Regions from separate parts of the Mus musculus genome. Here regions 2, 3 and 4 are each linked to region 1. The links are chromatin contacts, called in public Hi-C and HiCAR-type maps. All regions are on one chromosome and are shown on one strand. The core of a region is the stretch at or near the end of the contact, and the rest is flanking DNA. Distances in the headings are between cores, read along the strand shown. Region 1 holds the start of Etfa (electron transferring flavoprotein, alpha polypeptide). Region 2 holds the start of Tspan3 (tetraspanin 3). Region 3 holds the start of Pstpip1 (proline-serine-threonine phosphatase-interacting protein 1). Region 4 holds the start of Rcn2 (reticulocalbin 2).

The links. Hi-C and Micro-C count contacts between places; a contact is called where the count stands out from the background. HiCAR-type assays count read pairs that join an accessible place to other places.
Region 2: a HiCAR-type map of astrocytes shows a contact between it and region 1, with 2.6 times the contacts expected there. The contact joins the promoter of Tspan3 here to the promoter of Etfa in region 1. A contact is called at or near these places in 1 of 39 promoter capture datasets (the C10 cell line) and 2 of 115 datasets of contacts at active chromatin or transcription factors (astrocytes and extraembryonic endoderm stem cells).
Region 3: a contact with region 1 is called in a Hi-C map of B cells, with 12 read pairs. The contact joins the promoter of Pstpip1 here to the promoter of Etfa in region 1. A contact is called at or near these places in 3 of 39 promoter capture datasets (cranial neural crest, pre-B cells and stem cell-derived epiblast-like cells), 1 of 484 Hi-C or Micro-C datasets (B cells) and 5 of 115 datasets of contacts at active chromatin or transcription factors (bone marrow-derived macrophages, embryonic forebrain, embryonic stem cells and 2 more).
Region 4: a contact with region 1 is called in a HiCAR-type map of astrocytes, with 2.9 times the contacts expected there. The contact joins the promoter of Rcn2 here to the promoter of Etfa in region 1. A contact is called at or near these places in 5 of 39 promoter capture datasets (the C10 cell line, erythroid cells, hippocampal neurons and 2 more), 2 of 484 Hi-C or Micro-C datasets (CD4 T cells and embryonic stem cells) and 5 of 115 datasets of contacts at active chromatin or transcription factors (astrocytes, bone marrow-derived macrophages, embryonic stem cells and 2 more).

Annotation. Positions count from the first base shown.
Region 1 is chr9:55,510,096-55,513,820 of GRCm38.p6, forward strand. Etfa (electron transferring flavoprotein, alpha polypeptide) reads right to left here and starts at 2,148. Exons shown (of 12, transcript NM_145615.4): 1 at 1,936-2,148. The coding sequence starts at 1,974.
Region 2 is chr9:56,159,029-56,162,753 of GRCm38.p6, forward strand. Tspan3 (tetraspanin 3) reads right to left here and starts at 2,042. Exons shown (of 7, transcript NM_019793.3): 1 at 1,772-2,042. The coding sequence starts at 1,834.
Region 3 is chr9:56,088,163-56,091,887 of GRCm38.p6, forward strand. Pstpip1 (proline-serine-threonine phosphatase-interacting protein 1) reads left to right here and starts at 1,814. Exons shown (of 15, transcript NM_011193.3): 1 at 1,814-2,282. The coding sequence starts at 2,247.
Region 4 is chr9:56,039,820-56,043,544 of GRCm38.p6, forward strand. It overlaps Rcn2 (reticulocalbin 2), which reads left to right and starts at 2,026. Exons shown (of 7, transcript NM_011992.2): 1 at 2,026-2,385; 2 at 2,756-2,861. The coding sequence starts at 2,233.

The DNA of each region.
Region 1 (3,725 bases), core at 898-3,397:
GCAGTCATGAGGGAAATGTCAGGCAGACATAAATTGGGTGACAGTCTACAAAACACAAGGCCTACACAAGGCCTGTGCCCCATAAAAATGCCAATGTCAAATTGAAAGGCTGAGGAACTTTTCTAATAAAGACTAAATCAGCATGAAAACCAGAGGAACTGGGCTACCTCGGGTATGTGTTCGTGCTGTCAATCAGTGATTTGTCTGTTTTTGTTGTACTATAATGGGTGTACACTGAGAGATGAAACATGTGTCAACTGTTAACGCACTGTGAAATTCGAGGAAGGGTTCTGGGAAATGGTGAGGTTGGGGTTTTTTGGTGTTTTTTTTTTTTTTTTTTTTGGCCACTTTTCTGTAAACTTGTAATTACTTTAAATTTTAAGAAGATAGAATATGTGTGTGTGGGTCTATTTGAGTATATTCACACCATTTGTTTCGTGCTTGCAGTTCAAATCTTTTTTTGTTTGTTTGTTTGGTTGGTTTTTTTTTGTTGTTGTTGTTGTTTTTTTTCGAGACAGGGTTTCTCTGTGTATCCCTGGCTGTCCTGGAACTCACTCTGTAGACCAGGCTGGCCTCAAACTCAGAAATCCGCCTGCCTCTGCCTCCCGAGTACTGGGATTAAAGGCATGTGCCACCACGCCCGGCTGCATTCAAATCTTAAAAAAAATATTAATGACTTTAGAGACAGTACTCTACTACCCTTGACTTCTAATTTTAAAAATAGGCCAAGGTCACAATTCTTGGCAAATCACAACAAAGGTTTGGCAATGCTGCCTATGTATAAATACTGGGTACTTGGACTTTCCCCCGACTAGTTCTACAAAATCACCAAATTCTAAATTCTCCTTACCACAATTAGGCCGAGCATAAAACCTATGCACAAAATTGCTTCGCAAGTTCTGTATAGATCTTCAAGTCAGGTACTGCTGCTTGGAAACCGCCCCTCCCCCCCAAAAGCCATGGCCTTCACTTGCTTACTGATTCTTTTATTATAGAAAGGAGGTTAAAAAAATCTCGTGGGAGAAAGATGGGCTAGGATCCTGAACGATGTGTTTTAACTTTTTTTTTAACAAGGAGTGGCAACATTCAAAGTGGGGGGGGGGGAGTCTTCAAACTTCCAAGAAGCCCATAAGTTGTATCCCAGACAGAAAAAAATCTCAGTGGTGATTGGGGTAAAAGGCACTAAAATAAAAAGTACGTATAAAAGTTACAAAACGTCTGCATAACTTGCAGGCCAAGGCTGCTGATATTGCTTCTCTAGCAATCTTAATGTAAATTAGAAAAATCTACAAGCTCCTTAAATTATTGCCTTGGAACTGGTCAGCCTTCAACTGCTATTCCCTTACAGCACCCCGACAAGAAAGAAAAAAAAAGTTTTGTTTTGTTTTTTCAAGTCCTCGAAAAACAGACAAATGGTAAACTTTGTCACCACGGAAAAAGTCCCCACTACCAAGTTTCCAAGGCTACTGAGGCAACATCAGTCTGCGACTTCTCAGGACTGGATCCCAGGCGGGTACGTCCCAGCCCCTCCTCCACTCAGCCCGGTCTCACCAGCCCAGCCGCAGAGCACTCCGCCCCTGCCCTTGGCAGTGGGCGTCCAGGGCAGCCACAGGAGGCCTAGGTTTCGAACTCTTCCCCAAGAGGTTCCGCGGCGGCATCTGGCCCCTTTGGGGGGACGCAGCTCCCCTCCAGGCGAGAGAACCTAGTAGCCCCAGAGTGCCCCGCGAGAGTCAGGGCCGTGGGAACCCGGGTTGGGGCAGCGTGACCCGGAAGAGGTCAAGGGCGAAGGCTCCAGAACTTTGACCCGCGTCCCGGGCACTGCACCGACTGTCTACGCGGACGGTGGGAGTCGAGGGAGCCCGTGACCTTCGCCTGACAGGGTCAGCAGGCTGCGGCTCGGACGTCACCTGCTCGGCCCTCCCTGTCCGGACTCACCGCCCGCCGGAGCTGCCCAGGCGCCGCTGCTCGAAACATTGTCTCTGTTCTAGTCAGCCCCGCAGTACCCTCAGCCTCAGAGACCCGGAGCGCGCGGGAACCACCGCCGCCGCCACCGCCGCCGCCTCCTCTACCAGAGACCCGAACGCTCGCGAGATGCGAGCACGAGAGCTGACAGCTTAGTCCTGGACTGCGGGGGCTCGCGCTTCCCGGGAGCCCATTGGGCAGCCACGCAGCCAATGAGGAAAGCGGAAAGTTAGAGGCGGGACTTGGGAGTAGGGCAAAGGTAAGGGTGTGCGCCGAGACGCTGGCATGCGCGCCACGCCCTCCAGTTGCTTGGCTCTGTTCCCTGACGGTCTCGGACTTTCGTTGGTAACGTTGTCTGGACTAACTGCCCTGTTGTACGCAGCTTTCTTTCCACCCGCGAAGGGAACCCCCTCACTCCAGTCCTTTTCCACTCTCATTTACGCCCAGTGTCAGCGCTGCACGTGTAATGTGCCAACCAAATAGTCGCAGGTGAGGAGAATTGTAAACGTGCATTAATTAGGTGTCAGTCCTGGGGACCTTAGGAGACTCAAAACAAAACAAAACAAAAAGTTATTAATAAATAATATAAATAATTTATTTGCTACTTCCTGGGAAGGGTCTATTGAGTTGGCGATATTTGAGCTGGATTCTAGAAGGAAATGGAGATCGTACAAACTACACAGAAGGAGGCAGAATGGGATGGAGATGAACCACCCCAGCAGCCTAGGGCCAGGTTTGAGGTCCACCCAGATCTTCTCCATACTCTTCTCTGCCCTTAGTCAGACTCACTTCTATCCTCTGGCATCAGTGCCTGTGGCTGTTAAAATCTCTCTTGCTCTTTGGACCGACCAATCTACCTGCCTTCTGGGCTGCTCAGGATGTCCCAGAACTCAAGCCCTCTCAGGAGTGAATTGCACCTTTAAGAGCTAGCCCACAATAGTATTTCTTCACAATAATCTCTAGTCCCCTACAGTGAATATTTCTCTTCTTTACTCTCTTAGTTTTGTGAACCGAGTGAGAACCCATCTTATACAAGACCACGCTTGTGGAGGACTGGGACTGTGCCCACCTAAGCTGTTCGTGGGAGGGACAACTAGTATTCTGTTTACCATCACTTTCTTCTTCCAATAGAACTACCCCACTAGACTCAAATCTAAGTCCTATTGAAAAAAGAAAGAAGAGTAAGTAAAAATCAAAAGGAGTATTTTTATTTAAAAAATTTTTTAAATGAGATATGAACTACCTCCTTCCTGCCTCCATGATAAGGCAAAACACCAAAGAGGAGAGAATCCTCCCTCCTGCCATGAGATGTCTCGGGCACATCCTAGGCTCCAGCGAAGCAGCAGCAGCCATGCCCTGTAGAGGCACAGTGCCCACAGGGCATGATGGTTATGGGCAGAGCAGAGCCGGTACAAAGTAAAACACAGAAAATGGCCCAGATCTGTAACAAATCACCATACTCATTTGGAAGACAGAAGAGTGTCCTTGAAGAACTTCTGGAGGGAGGGTACAATTAGATATGTTTCTACATTTACATGTATGTCAAGTACCAGACAAATGTGCGTCTGAAGGACTGATGTTATGAAAGTGTTCCCTCTAGGTGTTTGGATGCTCTTCTTTCCCACTGAGTTATAGACATTTTGGAGGCAGAAGATGGTTTCTATTAGCTAGCCTATATATGGCTGCTTGCTATTTGTAGAAATAATTGTACAAAGAACAAAAGAAGGGGGAGAATTGCCTTCAGCTAGTCCTTGAAGTCTGAC
Region 2 (3,725 bases), core at 792-3,291, 650 kb after region 1:
TCCAGGATTTTCTCAGATTAACACAGATAGGCTTTCAGTGTGAATGGCCTAGAGTTCACCTAAAAAACATTCTTCAAAACCAAATAGTTAATGCCATAACTCCACAAGGAACTATTATGGATACAAATTATCTACCTCAAGCCAGACATGGTGGCACACACAAGTAGAGGCAGAGGCGGAGGCAGATGGATCTCTGAGTTGAACACCAGTCTGGTCTACAGAGTGAGTTCTAGGGCAGCTAGCACCACATAGAAAGACCCTGTCCCTAAATAAATAAATAAATAAATAAAGTATCTGTCTCTTAAGGGTCTCATTAGCTACTAAATGTTTTTCACTTGGGATCTCTGAAATTGTACTTTTCCTTTTAAACAGGCATGTAATTTAAAGTATGAGGAACATCTGTTCTAAATGGGAAATGAAATTTCAGGAATCCCAATGTCACACAGGTGATTTCAAACAGCTCTGTCTGAGGCCAATCACAAGTCTCCTGCACAAATAATCACAAGTGCCTCGTTATCCAGATCATCCTTTTAAGCTACCAGCAATTGGGACATGAAAGGTTTCATTCTTTGTTAGAGGCCAGAGGAATGGGAAGTCTTTCCAGAATAGATGTGCATACTTTCCGAGACAGGAGCTGAGTGGGAAGTGGTGGGGGTGGGTGATGATATACTAAAGTATGCTCAGTGGGACTGTTCAAAGACTATCCTGAGTACTGTGGACAGGGAAAACTGCCCATGGCAAATGTTTATAACAAACCTGGGAAAAAGGAAACTTGATCCCAGCCTGAGAACCTGAGGGTCAGTTGGGTCCCAAATCACCAGTAGTGTGCCCATAATTAATAATTTATCAGAAAACACCCAACAGTAGTGTGTGGGTCATACTGCAGTACACTACCAGACTTTAAGTAAGAGTACCAAAGTAAAAAGGTTGAACTGTTCTAATATTAAGCTGTTCTTTTTTTTTTTTTTAAGAAACAAAAAAAGATGTGATAGACGACATTTTTGATAGTTTTTTTTCCTGGTGCAAAGTCCAGAAGGATTCAAGACGGAGGAGAGGGCCAAAGAACAACAGGTTAGTAAAAAGTCCCAGGTGAGATAATGACCTGACTCAAGACAGGTCGGTTATAAGCACTTTCTCTGGGGCCAGGTTTCCCGAGCCCCTCCAAAGAGCAACCTTTTATAGAAGTGAATTGGTTGCTTTAAAAATCTCCTGGCAGCTGATACATTTAAAAGGGTTTATAACCTCAGGCTACCCATCCCCACAACAGCGATTTTCTTGATCAAAGAAATGCTCTGCTGTTTCACGCTGAATCCTTTCCGTTTTCTGGGCTGCTTACCAGCCAACCAACTCTATACAAAGAGCTCTAAGCCGAAATTCCTGGCCCGGGACTCGACAGGCGTCCCCACGTAGCTGCTACATGACCTGGGGACAGCCGCTGGCTCTGCGAGGACTCAGACAAAGACAGCGGACCCGACTCACAGGGGAGTATCCCATTTCGGGCCTGGCGTCCCGACAGACTCAGCCCTGAGAACAGAGCGACCCGCAGGCTCACGCCGCGGCGACCCGCGTAACCCTGGCACCGTGCCAGCGGACCGGAGGCCCCCCGGGACCTCCGGTCGGCACCGTCCTGGCCTCTGCTGGGCCCTGGAAGGACCTCACCAAGAGCTCCGAGGCCGCAGGGCCCGGGCGACCCCTCGGCCGGCTCCCGCGCCCGCCTGGTCCCCACGCGCCGCACAGAGGCCTCCCCTGTCCGGTCTCCCCGCCAGCTCACCCAGAAGATGAGGTTGAGGAAGACCAGCACGGTCTTAGAGGAGGTGATGCCGCATTGGCCCATGGTGCCGGCGGCCGGCGGAGGCCCGGCTGGGCGAGCGGAGCGGCGCTCACCGAGCGAGAAGGCAATGGCGCCGGCGGCTCTGCTGAGAACTGCTGGGCCCGAGCCGCGTTCCCGCAGACCCCCGCGCCGCCCCAGCAAGCACCTCGCAGCTGCGTGCAGCCCGCCGCAGGCCCCCTAGGCCGTTCCCAGGCAACTAAGTCCCGCGTCTGCGGCCGCTTCTGCCAATCAGCGCCGCGGAGAACGAGGTGGCCTCGCCTCTTAAAGGAGCCGACGCCTCCGCGCCTTTTCTTCTGGCCTCTGACCGTCCTTGAGTGTAGAATCCTCTTCTGGGGAATTTCTAGTGGGACAAACACGTTCCCCGTCTTATTGAGTTACTTTTACAAGACCAAATGACTGGAAGACCACAGAATTCTGTTCTGTTAACTACTCTTCCCTAGAAAGACCCACCTCACATGAGGATTTTCGTGACTGCATGATACCTAAGCAGCACCCCATATAAGTTGGGAAGAAATACGGTGGACATCAACACACGATTATGAAGAATTTAGTATGCCAGAAGCTCTGCTAGCTCTGATAAAAAAAAATCATCAGGAAAGGAGAAAACACTGGCGCACTAGCAAAGCAGAGATGGTTGGGCAAGGCAGCCACCCTTTCAGCTCTATTCTTTGGACTGAGATTTGCAATTACAGATACATCTTCATACATGTTGACATGTGCGCTCTTTCCTGTAATCTTAAATGAATGGTAGCAATTAGCACCTTAAAAATAAAAACGGAGTGTGTGTCTGTGTGTGTGTGTCTGTGTGAGCATGTGCGTGTGCACCCACAAACATCCCACAGCACAGAAGTAAAGGTCAGAAGACAACTTTGGGAGTCAGTTCTTTACTTCCACCCTGTGGGTCCCAGGTCATCAGCTTTGGTGGCAATGTGACCTCCGCTCTGCTGGCTGCATGCATATTAGCTTCTTTTAACTATTAGTTCATTCATGCCACTACCCCTCCCCCAGCTTCAGATGACTGTCAGACTAATTTTACTGGTAGGGTAATTAAGGGTTAGAAAGGATGCCAAACTTGCCTGCAGCCACACATAGAAGAGTGATCTAATGCAGAAGCCACCTCAGCCACACACAGTACTTCTGCCACTGTCCTGCACTCTCCCTTACTCGGGACCTCTTTACCTGTCCTCAAACATCTCTTTTTCCTGTAGCCTCCCTGGTTCATCATCTTCCCTGGGCATTCACAGAAATACCCAAGCACCTCAGCATCCTATTCATCTGTATCAAGCAATGTCCATGTTATCAAAGACCCACTCATGTTCCCAAGACCTCACTCTGCACCTATTCTAGGTGATGGCATTCCACCATGAGGAAGAAGACAATGCTTGCCCATGTGGGGTTTTCATTCCAGTAGAAGAGGGTAGATATACCATGAGCAAAGAGGCAAGCAGACATGAGACGCGATGGTTGGGTCAGACCTAGAACACTGTACTGAGTGACAGGTGCAGCTAAATCCATTCTCAGGGAGAGATATAAATAACATCCACCCCTCCTCCCCAGGTCCCAGTGACAAACCTGGGTACACCAATGCTCACTAATATAAGACTTACTTGAGAGCAAAAGGTGAGGAGTTATGAACAGGAGAATGGATGACCTTAAAGCAGCCATTCTGAAAGGTCTGTGCCCAACATGGATGATGTCCCCCAACCCCCACTGAATAGATGGCACCCCCTCCCCTAGTCCTTTCCAAGGCCACAATTAAGGTAGAATTGTATACAACGGGTTGGGAAGAGTGACTGGCAGCTCAGGTAAGGGTCCCAGAGCCCGCCTCACTCCTCTTTGAAAGAATGTCAACTGTGAACAAGCCCAGCTGTGATGATCTTTTGTAATGGGGCCC
Region 3 (3,725 bases), core at 564-3,063, 580 kb after region 1:
CCACAGCTTCCCTCGGCCTTCCTGGTAGCACCATCCAGGCCTCTAACCGTCCTTGCAACTCTCTCCCCACCCCCTCTTCATTTACCTCCTTCTCATCACAACACTGTCTTCTGGTTCCACTCAATAAGGAGAGATCTTTCTGGAACTTGCCTGTAATTCCATTAGGGTAGAAACCAGATCTGCCTCCTCTCCTGGCAGACCTGTCACCAGCATTCTTTGTGGCTCTAAGCTGAGGAGGGGGGGGTCTCATGGTCACTGTAACTTTCTCCAGCATCTATGACAGCCCCAAGGGTCTGCTGTGATGGTGATGATGCTGAAGTACCATCTATTCTTAGCCAATGAGATACCAGGGAAGATCTCCCAAGAGGCTGACGAACAGGACTTTGGAGAAGACAACTTGGGTTTTCCCTTTCTTCTTTTGATGTGGCTGCATCTGGAGGTGTAGACTCTGGGGGTGGGGTGGGGGCTGGACTCACCCAGCAGACTGAAGGGAAGAGATTCCTGGAGAGGTCAGCAGGGACCCCAGCTTGGGCTTTTCCTGTCAGTTAAAACAAGGCTCCTGGTAACAAAGGACTCTGGTCTGCTTTCTGATTTCAAGGTTTCATCCCATTTTACAGATGGAGATGTTGAGTTGGCCAATCTGTAACAATAAAAGTAGCTTCAGCAGAGGGCCTGTAGGGTTAAGGTAACTTACACCACGTGGTTATGAGTGACTGGTGTTCTTCTAAAGGATCAGAGTTCGATTCCTAGCACCTACATTAGGCAGCTCCAAAGGATTGGATGCCCTCCTCTAGCCTCTACAGGCATCTGTACATACCTAGCACACACACATATCACGCAAATAAAAATTAGAAATGAATCTCTTTTTAAAAGATGCTCATTAGCTCAAGCCCCGGGATTCTAGAGAGAAGGGCTTCCAGCAGCAGGCCTGCTGTGCTTCTTCTTGGGGGTGTTTAGGGAAGCCTGGGTGTGCCTCTCTTTAAGCCCTGGCACGTGTAACCCACACTTGGGAACTCAGCTGTCTGATCAACCCAGTTGGTCCTAAGGTAAGCCTCGGTAAGGGTGGTGATTTGTGGACAGTCTCTGACTCATTCTTTTCACCAGCCCACCCCGGGCTCAGGACTCCAGAGGCCTCTTCTGCTGAGTGGGCAAACCCTGTCTGGAAAGGGTTCCCCAGGACCTGCTTGCCCTACAAAGAGAAATTCCAGAGGCATTCTTGATACGAAACACTTTCCCAGAGACTGGAAGTGACAGATGGGGAGGCTGAGGCTCTGAGTTAGGTCAATCAAGGTCCGTCCACTAGTGAAGGGCAGAATCCAAACTAAACAAAAGCTGAGCCTGAGTCTCCAGACTCCTGTCTCCCTCTATCACAGTTATGAACTGAAGATGGAATGGGTGAAGATTTGCACGGGGTCAAGGACCCGTGCCTCATCACACTGAGGTCCCTTAGCTAGTTACCTTCTCAAAACAAGTCTCCACTCTCATAGCCCCGGGACCAGGACCGCAATTGAGTCCGCCCCGTGCTGTGAGCAACTTGAGGGTAGGACCTAGTCTAGGGCATGAACTGCTAAAGTTGGAATGAATGGTGGACGTCCTTTTCCGGGGTGAGACCCTAAGAACCTAACCTCTTGGGGCCGGCGAGAGTAACAGTCATGAGATTCCTAACTTGTTAGTTCTAAAGCTAAACTGGGCCAGGACTTGAGCAGGCAGCAGGGTGGCAGGTGGCAGGCGGGGCTGGGGCTGTGCAGGAGAAACTCAGCAGCTCAACTTCCTGTGGGTTAGAGCCCTGCGCCTGCCCTGGGGGAGGTTGCACAAACCTTCCTGTGCCGGCCTCAGGCTGCCTGCCTGCCTGCCTGGCCTGTGCACATCCTTCCTCTCTCCCAGCCTCTGCCTGCCACCTGGGCTGCCTGCCCTGGGCCTCAGCCTGCGTCCTCCTCCATCAGTGGGGCTGGCGAGAGCCTAGGCTGGAAATCGTGGCCCACCCTTCCATCACTGGGCAGGGCTCCTTCCTCATTTCGCTGCTGATTCTAGCCCCAAACAAAACAGGTTGAGCCTTTTTCCTCCTCCGGCAGTTGCCTCTGGCTTGTGGCTGCCTTCTGAGCGTTTCAGACGGCGCCGGCTGGGAGTGGGAGGGAGGGCCTGGGCTAGCCGCGCTGGGACTGGGACGTGCTCCTGGCTCCTGGCCCATGTTCAGCCCTGCTTGAAGCAGGAGTGCTAGCATTTGACACAACAGACGCCCTTGGAGGATGATGGCCCAGCTGCAGTTCCGAGATGCCTTCTGGGTGAGTGGAGTCGACTGGGGGCGGTGAGCTTGCCGAACAGGTCCAGCCAGGCAGGAATCACCTTGGAGACTGACATAGGGGTACAGTTTCCCCATAAAAATTGTGCCTTGACTTTGGTCTTAATTATCATGGAGGTGGCCTGGGCCACAGTCTCTACTGACATGAAAGGCAAAAGAGGGGCCCTGGCTAAGATAATGAATTTCTCTCACAGACATCACCCCCACAGCCAGAGGGATGGCCTCAGGCTGTTTCTCCTCAGGGGCATGCTGCCCCAGCGGCAGAGCTCACCAGGACAGCCTAATGGAGGATTTGAGGAGGATACATAGGGAGGAGTGTACAAGGGAGAAGTCAGCAGCCCAGACACCAGACCAACTTTAGTTTGGTTCGGGTCTCAGCTTTGTAAGGGCTGGGTCGGTTGCTGTTTCTCTCTGGGCCTCAGTTTCTACATCTGTATAATGGAGATAAGTACAGATATTTGACAACTGAAGGTGATCCAATGCAGTAAAGCCCTGGTGCCTTGCCAGAGTTAAAACTCTTTCACCCAGTCTCTGATCTCTGCATACCTCAGGTTCATGAACAAGGCAGCTGGGCTAGGCAACTTCCTGCCTGCTGTTTCAAATTCAGGGCAGGTGTAAAACAAATCTTTTTGCCGGTGAGATGAGGAAACCTAGCCAGGAGGGCAGTAGAGGCCACAGCGCTTGCCCAGCTCTCCTGCTTTTCCACTTTTCCCTCAGCTTCCCCTAGTCTCCTCCACCCCTGACTGTCCCTTGGAGACACAAGGCTGAGACCTTTTGGTTAAAGCTGGGGATGTCTTTCTCCTGAGGATAACTCTCCAACACCACAGGGGACTCTCAGGACCTTTTACTCACCCAGGGCCCACTCCTAAGGTCAAAGCCAGGAGGATGAGGGTTAGTAAGCCACCTTCCTTCCTCTCTGCCAGCTTTGCTTGGGGTCTGTGCTAAAGTATGAGTGGCCTTCCTCCCTTGAAACTGACTTCACAGAGGACAGAGGGCCTTGCCTGGAGAGGGCACCTTGTACCTGTCTGGGCCTCAGTTTTCCTGTGTTTACAGAGAAGAGTGTAGGACCAGTCCAGAGCTGCAGATGAAAGCAGCTGCTTTGGCCATCTCATTCACCGGGGTGCTCATTGCTCAAGGTGAATCCAATCGCTGCTCTGACTTAGAAACCTGCAACCCAGGAAGGCCAGAAACCCTGGTCCATTTTATCCCTAGTGTCTCAATCCCAATCCCAAATGTCTGGCCTCAACTTCCCCAGATCAAAGCCAAGAAAAGCAGCAGCCCAGTGGCAGGGACCAGGCAAAAGGATGACATATAAGACATCAGGGCGTGGTGGCAGCAGTAGGACCCAGCTTCCCCGGGGCTGCTTCCTAGGTAATGTCTCGCCATGCCCTGTACTGGCTACACCTCTGGACTGCTGCTGGCATCC
Region 4 (3,725 bases), core at 776-3,275, 530 kb after region 1:
AAGAATTCTCAACCGAGGAATACTGAAGGGCTGAGAAGCACTTGAAAAAATGTTCAACATCCTTAATCATCAGGGAAATGCAAATCAAAACAACCCTGAGATTCCACCTCACATCAGTCAGACTGTCTAGGATCAAAAATTCAGGTGATAACAGATGCTGGCGAGGATGTGGAGAAAGAGGAACACTCCTCCATTGCTGGTGGGATTGCAAGCTTGTACAACCACTCTGGAAATCAATCTGGCGGTTCCTCAGAAAACTGGACATAGTACTACCGGAGGATCCAGCAATACCTCTCCTGGGCATATATCCAGAAGATGTTCCAACTGGTAATAAGGACACATGCTCCACTGTGTTCATAACAGTCCTATTTATAATAGCCAGAAGCTGGAAAGAACCCAGATGTCCCTCAATAGAGGAATGGATACAGAAAATGTGGTACATCTACACAATGGAGTACTACTCAGCTATTAAAAACAATTAATTTATGAAATTCTTGGGCAAATGGGTGTATCTGAAGAATATCATCCTGAGTGAGGTAACCCAATCACAAAAGAAGTCACTTAATATGCACTCACTGATAAGTGGATGTTATCCCAGAAACCTAGAATACCCAAGATACAACTTCCAAAACACAAGAAAATCAAGAAGGAAGACCAACTCGTGGATACTTCATTTCTCCCTAGAATAAGGAATAAAATATCCATGGAAGAAGTTGCAGAGACAAAGTTTGGGGCTAAGATGAAAGGATGGACCATCCAGAGACTGCCCCACCCGGGGATCCATCCCATAATCAGCCACCAAACGCAGACACTATTGCATATGCCAGAGGGATTTTGCTGAAAGGACCCTGATATAGCTGTCTCCTGTGGGGCTTTGCCAGTGCCTGGCAAATACAGAAGTGGATGCTCACAGTCATCTATAGGATGGACCACAGGGCCCCCAATGTAGGAGCTAGAGAAAGTACCCAAGGAGCTGAAGGGGTCTGCAACTCTATAGGTGGAACAACAATATGAAGTAACCAGTACCCCCCAGAGCTTGTGTCTCTAGCTGCATATGTAGCAGAAGATGGCCTAGTTGGCCATCATTGGGAAGAGAGGCCCCTTGGTCTAGCAAACTTTATATGCCCCAGTACAGGGGAAAGTCAGGGCCAAGAAGTGGGAGTGAGTGGGTAGGGTAGCGGCGGGGGGAGGAGGGTATAGGGGACTTTTGGGATAGCATTTGAAATGTAAATGAAGAAAATATCTAATAAAAAAAATTCCAGTCTGGCCCAAGAAATTTTTGTAATCATACCCACACAGTTTTCAGTTTGGAACAGGATTCCTGCTCTCAATCCAATAGTTATGAGATGTGAAAGACAACATCCTCCCTCAAAAAAAAAAAAAAAAAAGTCCTTTTCTATTTTTCTATACAACTATCCTTTCCCACACCCCCATGGATGAAATTACATTATTTAATTCGTGTTTTACAACTATTTAAATGTCTCCTTTAAAAAAAAACAGAAAAGAAAAAAATGTTGCCTATTTTATAAAAGCTCAAAGAGGTTAAGGGCCCAATACTTTAACCAGGTCATATGAATTGAACATCAGATGCAAACATTTGGCTGCAATTCCTGATACTGTATTTCCTGCTGTGGAGAAATTAACTAAGGCACACTGAAGCCTGGGAAATGGATACTGCTGGTCTGTTCTGATTTCTTTGAGATATAATACTGTGCTGTTTTGCACCAAAATCTCCAGGCTCTCTCTCCCACTGATGGAAGCCAGGACAGACTCACAGAATGGCCAAAGAACTTCCCGCCATGAATGAGACTGAAAGGAAAAGGCAAAGTGCTGTGGAATTGGGGCTATCTTCTCAAGGGTACGGCGGCAAAGGTGAAGGGGCCCGCAGGGGTCCCGTGGCCCCAGCAGCTGGCTCGCCTGCAGATTCTAGTAGGAGGCAATAGCAAGGTCCCGCCCCCAGGGTAGCACGACCCAATCAGCAACAGGTATAGCGCTCTGGACCCGCCTCCGCCCCCGCGGCCATATAAGGCAGGGCCTGGCGGGCCTCAGCAACGCAGTAGTCGACAGACTTCAGGCTGGGGTGTGGAGCCCCGGCCACCGCCGCCACTGACGACCCCCGCCCCCCACATGCAGCGCCGCCCCTCTGTGGCTGCCCGTGAAGCAAGGCTGCCAAGCCCCGGCTCCGCCTGCCTCCCTCCTCGCGGCTTTCTGCGTCCTCGCCGAGCGGGCGCGATGCGGCTGGGCCCAAGGCCCGCGGCGCTAGGACTGCTGCTGCCGCTGCTGCTGTACGCCGCGGTGGCTGGCGCCAGCAAGGCGGAGGAACTGCACTACCCGCAGGGCGAGCACCGGGCGGACTACGACCGCGAAGCGCTGCTGGGTGTCCAGGTGAGGATACCAGGCTGGGTACCGCATCGCCATGGGCTTTGTCCTGTGACAAAGCGGGACGACCAGAGAGAGAGGCCTTAGCAAGAGCGGCCTGACAATGGGGTCCGGGCGGGGCTCAGCTTTCGCTCTAGGAGACCCTGAGGCCTGTAAAGCTGGTGGTACTGTTGCAGTTCCAGAACAAGATTCTTTCTATTCCTGGATCCAGGGACAGGATTACTTAGAGTGGTAGTGGGGGCGTATTGAAGAGAAGTGTGGGTCATCCTGAAACCACTGGGGCAAATGAGGCATGTGGTAGCTCTGTTTCCTTCCACCATCACGCCCCACTGATTGTAATGCTTGATTCTCCTGTGTGTGGTTTCCCTCCCAAAAGGAAGACGTCGATGAGTATGTTAAACTTGGCCACGAAGAGCAGCAAAGACGATTGCAGTCGATCATAAAGAAAATTGACTCGGACTCTGATGGCTTTCTTACTGAAAGTAAGGACTGACTTGCACCACCAACAATGGAGAAAGCCCTTTGTAGGAAATTAATGTACATTTAAAAAAAAAAAACTGTTGTCTATTGAATTCTAGTAGATTGCTGGTGTTCTAACAAGCTAAAAGTAACTGTGATATGGAAAATAGTTCTTATGCCTGGAAGGTGGGCTACAAGTAAAATCAGTGCTTTGATGGTATGTAAATGTTACTGGCCCTAAGAGAATAAGTTTGCCAGTCATACCTTGAGACAGACTCTTCCTCACATCACTTTTCTCATTGTCCATAGTATGGTTCATTTTAGAGACACTTGCCCAAACCTTTCTTAGCACATCACATGATACAACATTCCTTCAGTATGTAGGAATTTTAAGAATCTGCTTTTATTAGTTTATTATAACAATTAGCAAATAGAAACATCCCATCAAATGTGAATTATATCGAAACATTAAAAAAAATGGTGCTAATGGGGACTTAGAACCAGCTTATCTATCTCTTCATAGAGTTGAAGAAAGTCACATTCAGGAGGGAAAACCTTATTTTTAAATAAATGGCAAACCCAGGAGTGGAATTCAGCTCTTAGCCTTAATTCAATTTTTAATGTTCTTCATTCAAAACAAACAACAAAAGAGTGCTCTTAGGTATGTTCTTAGGCAGAAATGGAACGTACAGTGTAAAAGAATATTCTAAATAAATTACTAGCAATTTCTTCCTCAAGTGAACCTTGAATCTATCAGAATTCTACCTATACTATCAGGTATTCTGGGTTGATCTTTTGAAGGTTCAGAATCTGTCCTTGTGACAGCAAGCTGTTTGTGGTGTCTCTCCTTTTAGTGTTGGTCAGCATCCAGATAATGAAGTTACGGA